Regions from separate parts of the Sus scrofa genome. Here regions 2 and 3 are each linked to region 1. A link is a contact called in public HiChIP or PLAC-seq data. All regions are on one chromosome and are shown on one strand. The core of a region is the stretch at or near the end of the contact, and the rest is flanking DNA. Distances in the headings are between cores, read along the strand shown. Region 1 holds the start of GALK1 (galactokinase). Region 2 holds the start of GRB2 (growth factor receptor bound protein 2). Region 3 holds the start of MRPS7 (28S ribosomal protein S7, mitochondrial).

Evidence for each region. HiChIP or PLAC-seq counts read pairs in DNA pulled down with a chosen protein or histone mark.
Region 2: a contact with region 1 is called in an H3K27ac HiChIP or PLAC-seq map of alveolar macrophages. The contact joins the promoter of GRB2 here to the promoter of GALK1 in region 1. A contact is called at or near these places in 6 of 47 Hi-C or Micro-C datasets (epiblast stem cells, fetal skeletal muscle, heart right ventricle and 3 more) and 1 of 2 datasets of contacts at active chromatin or transcription factors (alveolar macrophages).
Region 3: a contact with region 1 is called in an H3K27ac HiChIP or PLAC-seq map of alveolar macrophages. The contact joins the promoter of MRPS7 here to the promoter of GALK1 in region 1. A contact is called at or near these places in 1 of 5 promoter capture datasets (fetal liver) and 1 of 2 datasets of contacts at active chromatin or transcription factors (alveolar macrophages).

Annotation. Positions count from the first base shown.
Region 1 is chr12:5,640,713-5,643,760 of Sscrofa11.1, forward strand. It overlaps GALK1 (galactokinase), which reads left to right and starts at 1,300. Exons shown (of 8, transcript XM_003131193.2): 1 at 1,300-1,549; 2 at 2,261-2,450. The coding sequence starts at 1,385.
Region 2 is chr12:5,939,151-5,942,564 of Sscrofa11.1, forward strand. GRB2 (growth factor receptor bound protein 2) reads left to right here and starts at 1,573. Exons shown (of 6, transcript NM_001137628.1): 1 at 1,573-1,703.
Region 3 is chr12:6,054,279-6,057,250 of Sscrofa11.1, forward strand. MRPS7 (28S ribosomal protein S7, mitochondrial) reads right to left here and starts at 1,391. Exons shown (of 5, transcript XM_003131206.5): 1 at 1,055-1,391; 2 at 348-539; 3 at 169-232. The coding sequence starts at 1,137. GGA3 (ADP-ribosylation factor-binding protein GGA3) reads left to right here. Exons shown (of 18, transcript XM_021066652.1): 2 at 1-1,489. The coding sequence starts at 1,450.

The sequences.
Region 1 (3,048 bases), core at 50-2,549:
GCATATGGAGGTTCCCAGGCCAGGGGTCGAATTGGAGCTGTAGCAGCCGGCCTACGCCAGAGCCACAGCAACGCAGGATCTGAGCCGTGTCTGCGACCTACACCACAGCTCACGGCAACGCCCGATCCTTAACCTACTGATTGAGGCCAGGGATCGAACCTGCAACCTCGTGGTTCCTAATCAGATTTGTTAAGCACTGCGCCATGACGGGAACTCCAAAGTATTTTATCTTGATGAAGTACAGTTCACATTTTTCTTCTGTTGCTTGTGGTTTCGGTGTCACATCTGAAAAACCATTGGCTAAGCCAAGGTCACAAATGTTTGAAAACATGTCCATGGAGTTCCCGTCATGGCTCAGGGGTAAGAAACCTGACTAGTATCCATGAGGACACAGGTTCGATCCCTGGCTTCTCTCAGTGGGTTAAGAAACTGGCATTGCTGTGAGCTGTGGTGTAAGGTGAACCTATGTTTACTTCTAGGAGTTTTCAGAGCTGACTTGTGAATGATCTTTGGGCAAACCCCTGAGCTACAGCCCTGGCCACAACCCTTCCAAAGCCCCCACTCTAATTCCAAAGAGTTTGTTTACATGTTAGCCTTTCCCCTCCAAGTTTTCATATGGGATGGCCAGCCATGAACAGGCATCTGGGCAGGAACCGAGGACAGTTTGAAGGTTTAGGATGCAGGCTGGTGAGAGAGGAGGCGGCCAGTGTCAGACTCTGGGTATCAGACACTGGGACCAAGATTCCAGGCTGAGGAAGCACTTGCTGGTGCCAACAGCCCAACTTGCCTTGGCAGCTGGGTGGGTCCTTCCAGGAGGGGCTGGGCCCACCCTGTCCATCATCCCGCTCCTTGCTCCTACACTGCTAAGGAGCTGGACAGGGGGTCAAACTTGGCTTTCTTTATCTCTCTTTACTCTGAATGCCAGGCCATCCACCCTCTTAGAGATCCATGATCGGGGGCTGGTGACCTCTCACAGCTGCAGGACTTTAGGACTTTTGGGAGAGAGCTTTGAGAACCCTTGGGGAACCCCAGATGTGCTGGTACTGCTCTGGCTGTGGGTAGCCGGCTGGGTGCAGGGGTGGGGTGTGGCACACCAGCACCAGGGAAGGGCAGCTTAGATCGCCCAGTCCGGCAAATACCACTCAAGGCCACGCACGCCCGACCAGACGCCCAGCGGCCCCTCCCAAAGCCCACCTCCAGTCGGCCCCGCTCGCCCAGCCGGTGGACTTGGCCGGAGCTGCGGGCGGGGCGGGGCCAGCGGGGCCCGGGGCGGGGCCCGGGGGCGGGGCGGCGCCAGCAGCTCTGTGGGCCGACGCCGCGCGGCCCCGCCCCGAGCATCCCGCGCCGACCCGACTGCGCCGGACAGAGCTGCAGGGCGAGAGTCATGGCCGCTTCGGAACAGCCCCGGGCCGAGGAGCTGCTGGCCAGGGCCCGGAGAGCCTTCCTGGAGGAGTTCGGGGCCGAGCCCGAGCTGGCCGTGTCGGCGCCGGGCCGCGTCAACCTCATTGGGGAGCACACGGACTACAACCAGGGCCTGGTGCTGCCCATGGTGAGGGGCTGGGCGGGAGGCGCCATCTCCCCGCGTGCACTGGTGGGCGCGCTGCACCCAACTTTTACCCCCACCGAGCTGGGGGACGAGCAAGTGGGAGAGACCCTAAGACGCGGCATTTCCCACATTGGAAGGGAGGGAGTTGGGAATCCCCGAGGAAGTAGGCTCCCTGGGAGCCACCGCGGCTTGTGGGGGAATGCGGAAGGGGGCCCTAGCGTAGACCGGGGCGAAGTAGTCCTGAGCCTCCTGGTTCCGCCGGTTCAATTTGCAGAGGAGGGAATTGAGCCTCAGAGAGGGCTAACGAGCTGCTCAAGGTCACACAGCTGGATCTTGGTGGACCTGCCTCCGCCGGGGGCTCTTTCCACCAGGCTCTGCAGCTGTGCAAGCTTGGCTAGTGAGCAAGCCCGGTGCCTTGAGGTTGCCTTCTAATGGAAACGCATCAGAGGAGCTCCTGATTCGGTTTCCCTGTTGTGCCCTCTCCCCCTCGTGCCCCGCAGCTGAGAGCCCATGCTCAGGGCAGAGTCCAGGTCTGCACTCCTGCTGTCCCGGCCCTGAAGACCCATGGGGGGCAGGACCCAAGTCCCCAAGGCCAGATCTGTATGCAGGCTCTTCCCAGAGACACTTTGGGTCACCTCCTTGTCTGTCCCAGGCCCCGCATCCCTCAGAACTGTGGTGCTGGGAGTTTGGCACACTTTTGGTTTCTCCTGCCAGGCTCTGGAGCTTGTGACTGTGCTCGTGGGCAGCCCCCGGACGGATGGGCTTGTCTCCCTCCTTACCACCTCTGAGGATGCCGATGAGCCCCGGCGGCTGCAGTTTCCCCTGCCCACAGACAAGCGGCCGCTGGAGCCTGGGACCCCGCACTGGGCCAACTATGTGAAGGGAGTGATCCAGCACTATCCAGGTAGGGACCTGGTACCAGGAGTGCCACCTCTCAGCCGCAAAGCTCCTTAGCCCACCTAATCCACTGTGGGGTAGGCATCCAGGGCGGGGGTATTCCCATTGTACAGGTGGGGAAACTGATGCCCCAGGTGAGAGCTTCCAGAACTTGCTCTGGGTTGCCCATTCCATGACTGGAGGAGCCGAATTGAAAACCCCAGCCTAGGAGTTCCCATCGTGGCACAGCGGAAACGAATCTGACGGGAACCATGAGGTTGTGGGTTCCATCCCTGGCCTCGCTCAGTGGGTTAAGGATCCGGCACTGCTGTGGCTGTGGCGTAGGCCGGCAGCTGTAGCTCTGATTCGACCCCTGGCCTGGAAACCTCCACATGCCTTGGGTGCAGCCATAAAAAGCAAAAAAAGAAAAAAGAAACCCCAGCCTCTTGGTGTCCAGAACCCTAAACCAGGAGAACCTCAGGGTAGGAGGATGGAGGGCAGCGGACCCCTTGGCCCAGCAGTTTGATGGCCTCTGACAATTGAGGCATATCCCCTGGAAGCAGCTGCCAGGCAGATGCCACCCTTTGTGCCAGAACACATGCCCTTCCTGTGCCCATCTTGCCCGA
Region 2 (3,414 bases), core at 323-2,822, 300 kb after region 1:
CTAGAAGACAAACTGCTGAAAACAGAGGCTCTGTCCAGTTCATTTATCACCCTGCGTGCCACGCATGCAGCTGATGCTTGACAAATACTTGGTGAAAGAATAATTCATACTCTTTATTTCAACGGGCTTGTTTTCTTCAGGGAATCATGTTTTGTTTTGTTTGTCTTTTTGGCCTTTCTAGGGCCCAGGCTAGGGGTCCAATCAGAGCTGTAGCTGCCGGCCTACGCCAGAACCACAGCAATGCGGGATCTGAGCCGCGTCTGCGACCTACACCACAGCTCACGACAACGCCAGATCCCCAACCCACTGAGCAAGGCCAGGGATCGAACCCGCAGCCTCATGGTTCCTAGTCAGATTCATTCACCACTGTGCCAGGACAGGAACTCCCACGTTTCTTAATTTTTATATCTTGCTCTTTTGGTGGCTTCCGGAATTCACATCACCGTCAGATGCTCTGTTCTCTCCTTTGATTGGGACTGAAAAATAAGAGTTACTCCTCCAAGCCTCATCTTCTGCCACTACCAGGTAACTCACCCCGCCTCATACAGGAATCAAACTACTTCGCGTTGCAGGGAACACGATGCCCACGCCTCCGTTCCCTCGTACGTGCGTGCTGTTCCCTTTGCCTGGAATGCCCTTGCAATGGCTTCTCTGGCAAACTCCTACTCATCCTCCAAGACAGCTCAGATAACGCCACAGCGTTCTCCGAGAACGCTTTTCTGAGATGGGAGGAGCGGCGACCCCTCGCCTCTCCTCAGCCTTCTCCAAATAATTCTGACCGTACTTATGGTATTATTTGTTCTTTCCCTCCTATAGATCTTGAATTCGTTTCTGTGCAGAAAGGGCCCGGATTTCTGTTCTTAGTTGGACCCTCTATACTTGACACAGTGCTTAGAATGTACTAGGCACTTGGTTCAATCGATGAGCGAACGAATATGTTCATTCACCTAACGCAGCAGAGTTTGTTTGGACCAGATTCTCAAATATTTCCAGACCTGATCCTCTATTTGGCTTGCTTCACGTGGGAGGGAGATTCCCCCCCAACCCCGCCAAACTGGGTTGGTGGAAGGGGAAAACGAAGTGATTAGGGTGTGCATAAAAGTCCTTTCTTGGCTGGGGGAAAAATGTAATTGTAATGTATACATGTAAGGATAACCTGACCCCCTTGCTGTACAGTGGAGAAATAAAAAAAAAATAAGTTGATATCGGCCATCAAAAGTAATATGACAATTGAATCATGCAAATGTGGGGCATAAAAAAAAAAAAGTCCTTTCTTTCGGAGGTGAGTTGTAATTGACCCGCTCTGGCACCGAAAGGGTTACGGCGACCCAGGGGTGGAGCCCTGTCGGTGCCACCTGCTGCGGGGCGGCCTGGCGCCTGCGCTCTGGCCTGTAGCTGATCTACCTGCGGGGGGCCTGGCGGAGGAGGAGCGCTTGCGCTCTGGGCCTTTTCCGCCGGGGGAAGTCTCGCGGGGGCGGGGCGGGGCGGGGCCGCACAGGGAAGTTCTCGCGGGACCCCGACCAGGAGCGGAAGCGAGGCGGCTGTGCTGCTTCAGCTACCGGACCGCGGCGGCGACGACGAAGACTGTGGCGGTGACGGCGGCGAGAATAGGCGCTGCCCTCGGGGAGCAGCAGAGGGGTCTGCGGCCGCTCGCACCGCTGCAGAGGGGCCGGCCGGGCGTGGAGCGGAGCAGCTGCGCCACGGTGAGTGTGGCTGGCGGCGACGGCGCTGCTCGCGTGCTGCTTCCTCCCCGCTTCGTCGCGGGAGTCGGCCCCGGGGGACCGGGCCCAGGGTACCGTGGGCTGCCGGGCCTGGGGGTCGGGAGTGCGAGGCTCCGGGCGGGGAGCGGAGCGCCCGGGCTCCGGGCTCCATGTTTCCCCTTTTGGGGCGCTTCCTTCCCGGGGACCGTCCTCTCAGTACCCTTGGCTTGGAACAGAGCCCTGGACGAGAGGCTGGGGGCTCCTGATTTAATTTTATGCTTTCTTCGTGAAGGTTTGCACAGGGGGGACCCGGAGAAGCCCGAGAACACAGGGTAATCATTCTGTGAGTCAGTGTGACTTGGCCCGGGAGGCGGGGGATTCGAGGCGGGTTGCAAATATGGTGATTGATGCTCCTTCGACCTATACGGCCACCACGTCACCAACTCCTGGTGTTTGGGGGCCGAATTTTGGGAGGAAACCCACCAACCCTATTAATACTGTGAGCGAGGACGTTTGTTACCGGAGCCAGTAGAAATACCTTTACTTTTATTGCGCTTTTTTTTTTTTTTTGACTGCTTCCCTAAAAACATTTGTTAAGAAAAGTAAGCAGCAGTTAATCGGAATGCTCCGAAGAAAGATTTCCGTGATCGAGGGCAGAGAATCGCTGGCACTTTTCATTTGCAGCTCTCTCTGTGTATAGGATTGTAAAGCCATGCTAGTTAACAGCTTATTTAGGGAGTTCACCTAGGCTGGCTTCAGATGCAGCAAAAGTATACTTTGCAGAAGAGCCGAAGTGCCCTCGCGGGTTCTGTCTTTTGCTACTCTTGAGTCTCAGAAGAGGGTGGAAAAGAAAGGCGCACTAGAGAAATTCGCTTTAGTCTTCTGGGCTTTCTAGTCCCTCTGTTCACTTTGCACTCCACAGTTGCTGCCTTTCTAAACTTCTCCCTTGTCTTCTGCGGCCACGAAATGCTTACTCCGTATAATGCAAGTCACTTGCCCCCTCCCCCCTTTTAGTCTAATCTACTTCCCCTTCCTCCTTATTGTCCCTTTTGGCATAATTTTTTGAGGTTTCTGCTCTTTCGCCCGTTCGTTTTTCTCCCTCATTTAAAGATTCCGTTTCTCTCCCGGAAAGATGATGCCCTCTTCCCTGCTTTATCCTTTGCTGTGAAGCGTCCACTGTGTTTCTTCAGTCAGCCAGAAGGGTTGCTAGAGAGCTGTGCGAGACTTAAGGTCTCCCCCTGGGAGCTGGGAGGCTCAAAGGATTGAGTTCAGCCGTAACCAATACTGCACTAATACTGCACTAGATCACAAGTGTAGCTTGCTGGTGTTTTTGTGTTTTAGTTGTTTTTTTTCACTTTTAGATCGCATTTTTGTGCCTGCTCAGGTTTTTCTATGTCTCTCTTATGTTAGTAAGGAAGATTGGGTCAATTTGGGGCTCATATGCCTTCTTTTTGGCTTTTAGCGGGGGAGGCGACTTAAAAAATGAAAACCAACCATAGACACCTATATTACAATCAAGAGAGCTTGAACCATTTAAGGGAATAGAATTTATTTAGACTACTGATGAATTAATTAAAGCTTGCCTGTTGGAGTAGTACTAACTTATTCTTTCCCAGGCTTTTAAAGATCAGGTGTCTCTTCCTGCATCTGCTATAAGCAGCCTTCTTTGTTATTGTTGCTGGGCTTGAGGGGGGAAGGCGGTTGACAGAAAGAA
Region 3 (2,972 bases), core at 141-2,640, 410 kb after region 1:
ATGAGGAATGGTAGCTGTTGACTCCTGCAGGACTTCATTAAAGCCCCACTCCCACACATGCATACAGGGAAGTTAATTTCAACGACAGCTACAGAATCCGTTTTTTTTTCATGCTAAAACGAAAGAGCCAAGTACAAAGCTACGGGGAAAAGCAGAGGGACTGTTTACCTGTGTCATGAGGGATCTGGCCAGTACTTTGTTTCCTCCTTTCATCATCATGTTGGTGAATTTACTTCAAGGAGAAAAGCAACATGTTTAGCCTCTCAAGGCCGTGTCAGGGAATCCTTACTATAGACCCTCCCTGGTAAAGTCCCGGTCCTTGGAAAAAAACTTTGTTTCCTTCTAACCTGATCACCGGGTCTTCAAACACAGAACTTGTTTTGGTCGCGGGGGCGGCTTTGATAAGTTGCGTCTTCTTGAAATCCCGCTCATACTTCTCCTCCTCCGTCTGCTCCGCCAACGGCTTGCGGTAATATTCCTTGTCAATCTGGGGATCCTTGTATTCAGGACCATAGCGGCTCCACCTCACCTGGGTTAGCCTGGAGGCGGGGAAGAGGAAGAGGAGGGCAAAAGCTGACTCCACAAGTGAAATAGCTTGACTTAACAATAGGCAAGGGTGCCAATCCGCCGACGAGTGAGAGCGGCGCGGAGACCGCTAGCCAAAGGTGAACCCCGATAATTCTGGTTCCCGTCCCAAGCAGGAGGAGAACTTTCCCCCAAACAGGCCAGGAAGTGCCAACGGTAAGGACGGGCCTGAAACTCGGGATAGGCGCCCCGCCTATGCATCTCTCCCCCTCCCTTCCAACAAAGAAAATCCCAGCTCTGCGTTCTTTAACAGGATCGCACTTTCGGCGCTAAGTTAGAACCCCTCGAGCGGGCGGGAAGTCACTATGTCTTCAGACTGACCCAAAATCACCCTGCTGGTTAAAGAGCCATGGAGCCGGACATCCCAGCCCCCTGGTTCCCGCGCGGCCTGTCTACGGCCCCTCTTCCTTTCCAGCAGGTCTCTCCGTGAAGACCCAAACGGCCTCCCAGCTACAGGCTGCCCTCTCACCCTGGAAACCGGAGGACGGCAATCCGCACGCCCAAGGCCGAGCACGACCACCCTCGCGCAGCCTTCACCGCGGGGGCAGCCATCTTGGCTGGCCACGAGGACCCCACAGAGACTGCCCTCGGTGCGCCTGAGCTGGTGACAGAAGTCCGGGAAAGGCTGCACAGGCTCCTAAACCTGGGCTTCACCCTATGGGGGCCTTAAGAGTCTCTCACACCGGGGTCTAAGGTGAAGAGTCAAAAGGAAACATTCGCGCTCCCATTATTCGCCGCAGCCTGGCGCAACCCTCGGTGGCGGCGCTCTCTCTTCTCAGGGCCCTATGCAGGCCCCGCCCCAGCTCAGCTCTTGCAGGTTCTCGCGAGGTTTGAGGCCGCGGGGCCGGCCCGGGCGGCTGCAATATGGCGGAGGCGGAAGGGGAGAGCCTGGAGTCCTGGCTGAGTGAGTAGCCCCGGTCGCTTGTGCCTGCCCTCAAGCCGCCGAGCCGCCCCTCTCCACACCCTTCTGCCCCTTCCCCGGGCCCCGCGGTGGCGCTGCATGGCAGCTGCGGCAGGCATCGCCTGCTCTGGGAGCGTCTCGCGATCACGCCCCTTCCCCGTCAGGACGCCCGGGCTCCTGCACCCTGTGCTGCGGCGCCTGCTCCCGCTTCCGCGCGCCGCGGCGTGAGCTCGGGTCCGGTCCGGGCCTCCTGGGCTTCGAGAAAGCTACAGCCAAGTGCTTCGGGCTGACAGGCATCCGGCGCTTTGGGGCAGCTGTGGTGGGGACGCGCGCGGCTTTTGACTCTGGGAACCCCTGCGCCTTCCTGACCAAGGGAAAAGCTCCGGATTTGGGCTGAAGCTTCGGAAGCGGCGGTGCCGATGAGCAAGCATAGCTTCAGAATTGTGAACCTGTATTCGAGGAGAAGTGACCTCCTCGCGCAGGCTGAATGTTTGAAGTGAGAATCTAAAGTGAGAGAGAAAACAGGGCTTTACCTTTTTCCTGCAGTGACCAAAATATGGTGAAAGCTGTGTTCCCCACCCCCGCCCTGCATATCTTAAGGAGTCCTTCGTTGATAACCTATACTGAGCAAACCTGAGAGGCGCTGCCTGATGCTGTAATTATAGCGGCCTATTGCTATGATTGCTAATGCATATTGCTGTTAAAGAAATAACGGTTTAACTCTAGCAGGTAGTATTTGGCTCAAGGGTTAATATTATTTTATCTGTGGGTTAGAGGAGGCACCTGGAGGTCTCTTTCAGTGAAGACAAATTGAACAGGGTGATAAGGCAGCAGGCTAGATGCTTAGACAGTGCCTTGTGCGGAGATCTGTTATTTACTAGAGCCTCCAGGCTCTTGGAGGTGATGGCTCTTTCCTCCAATTGCCTGACTTTTCTTTTTTTCTTTTTGGCCGACCCGCGGCACATGGGGATCCCAGGCCAGGGATCAGATACGAGCCACAGCCAAGAGCCACAGCTGCGGCAACACCGGTTCCTTAACCCACTGTGCTGGGGATCCAACCGGTGTCCCACCGCTCCCAAGACACCACTGATGCCATTGTGCCAGAGCGGGAGCTCCTTGCCTGCCTTTACTTAATAAAACCCTGTTCAGGTGATTGAACTTAGGTTACATGAGCGAAATCTGCAGTTGCAGGGAGGTCACAAAGTCTTCGGTATATATGGAACTGTTCTCCAAGGAGCTAAGAGTGCTCCAAAGACATTCATTTAATTCATTTGTCAAGTATCCTAGCAAGCAGGTACTATCACAGTGTCACAAAAAGAGGACACCCTGACTCTAGTCAATTCACTTGCCCAGAGCCACCCAACCAGATAATAAGCACATTGGAATTGGTTCCATTCACAGATATTAATGAGGACATTGGAGTAATTTAAATGACCTGAGCTGAGTTTCATAGGCTAGGTTTAGAGTTATAGTTGGAAAGAAGAGA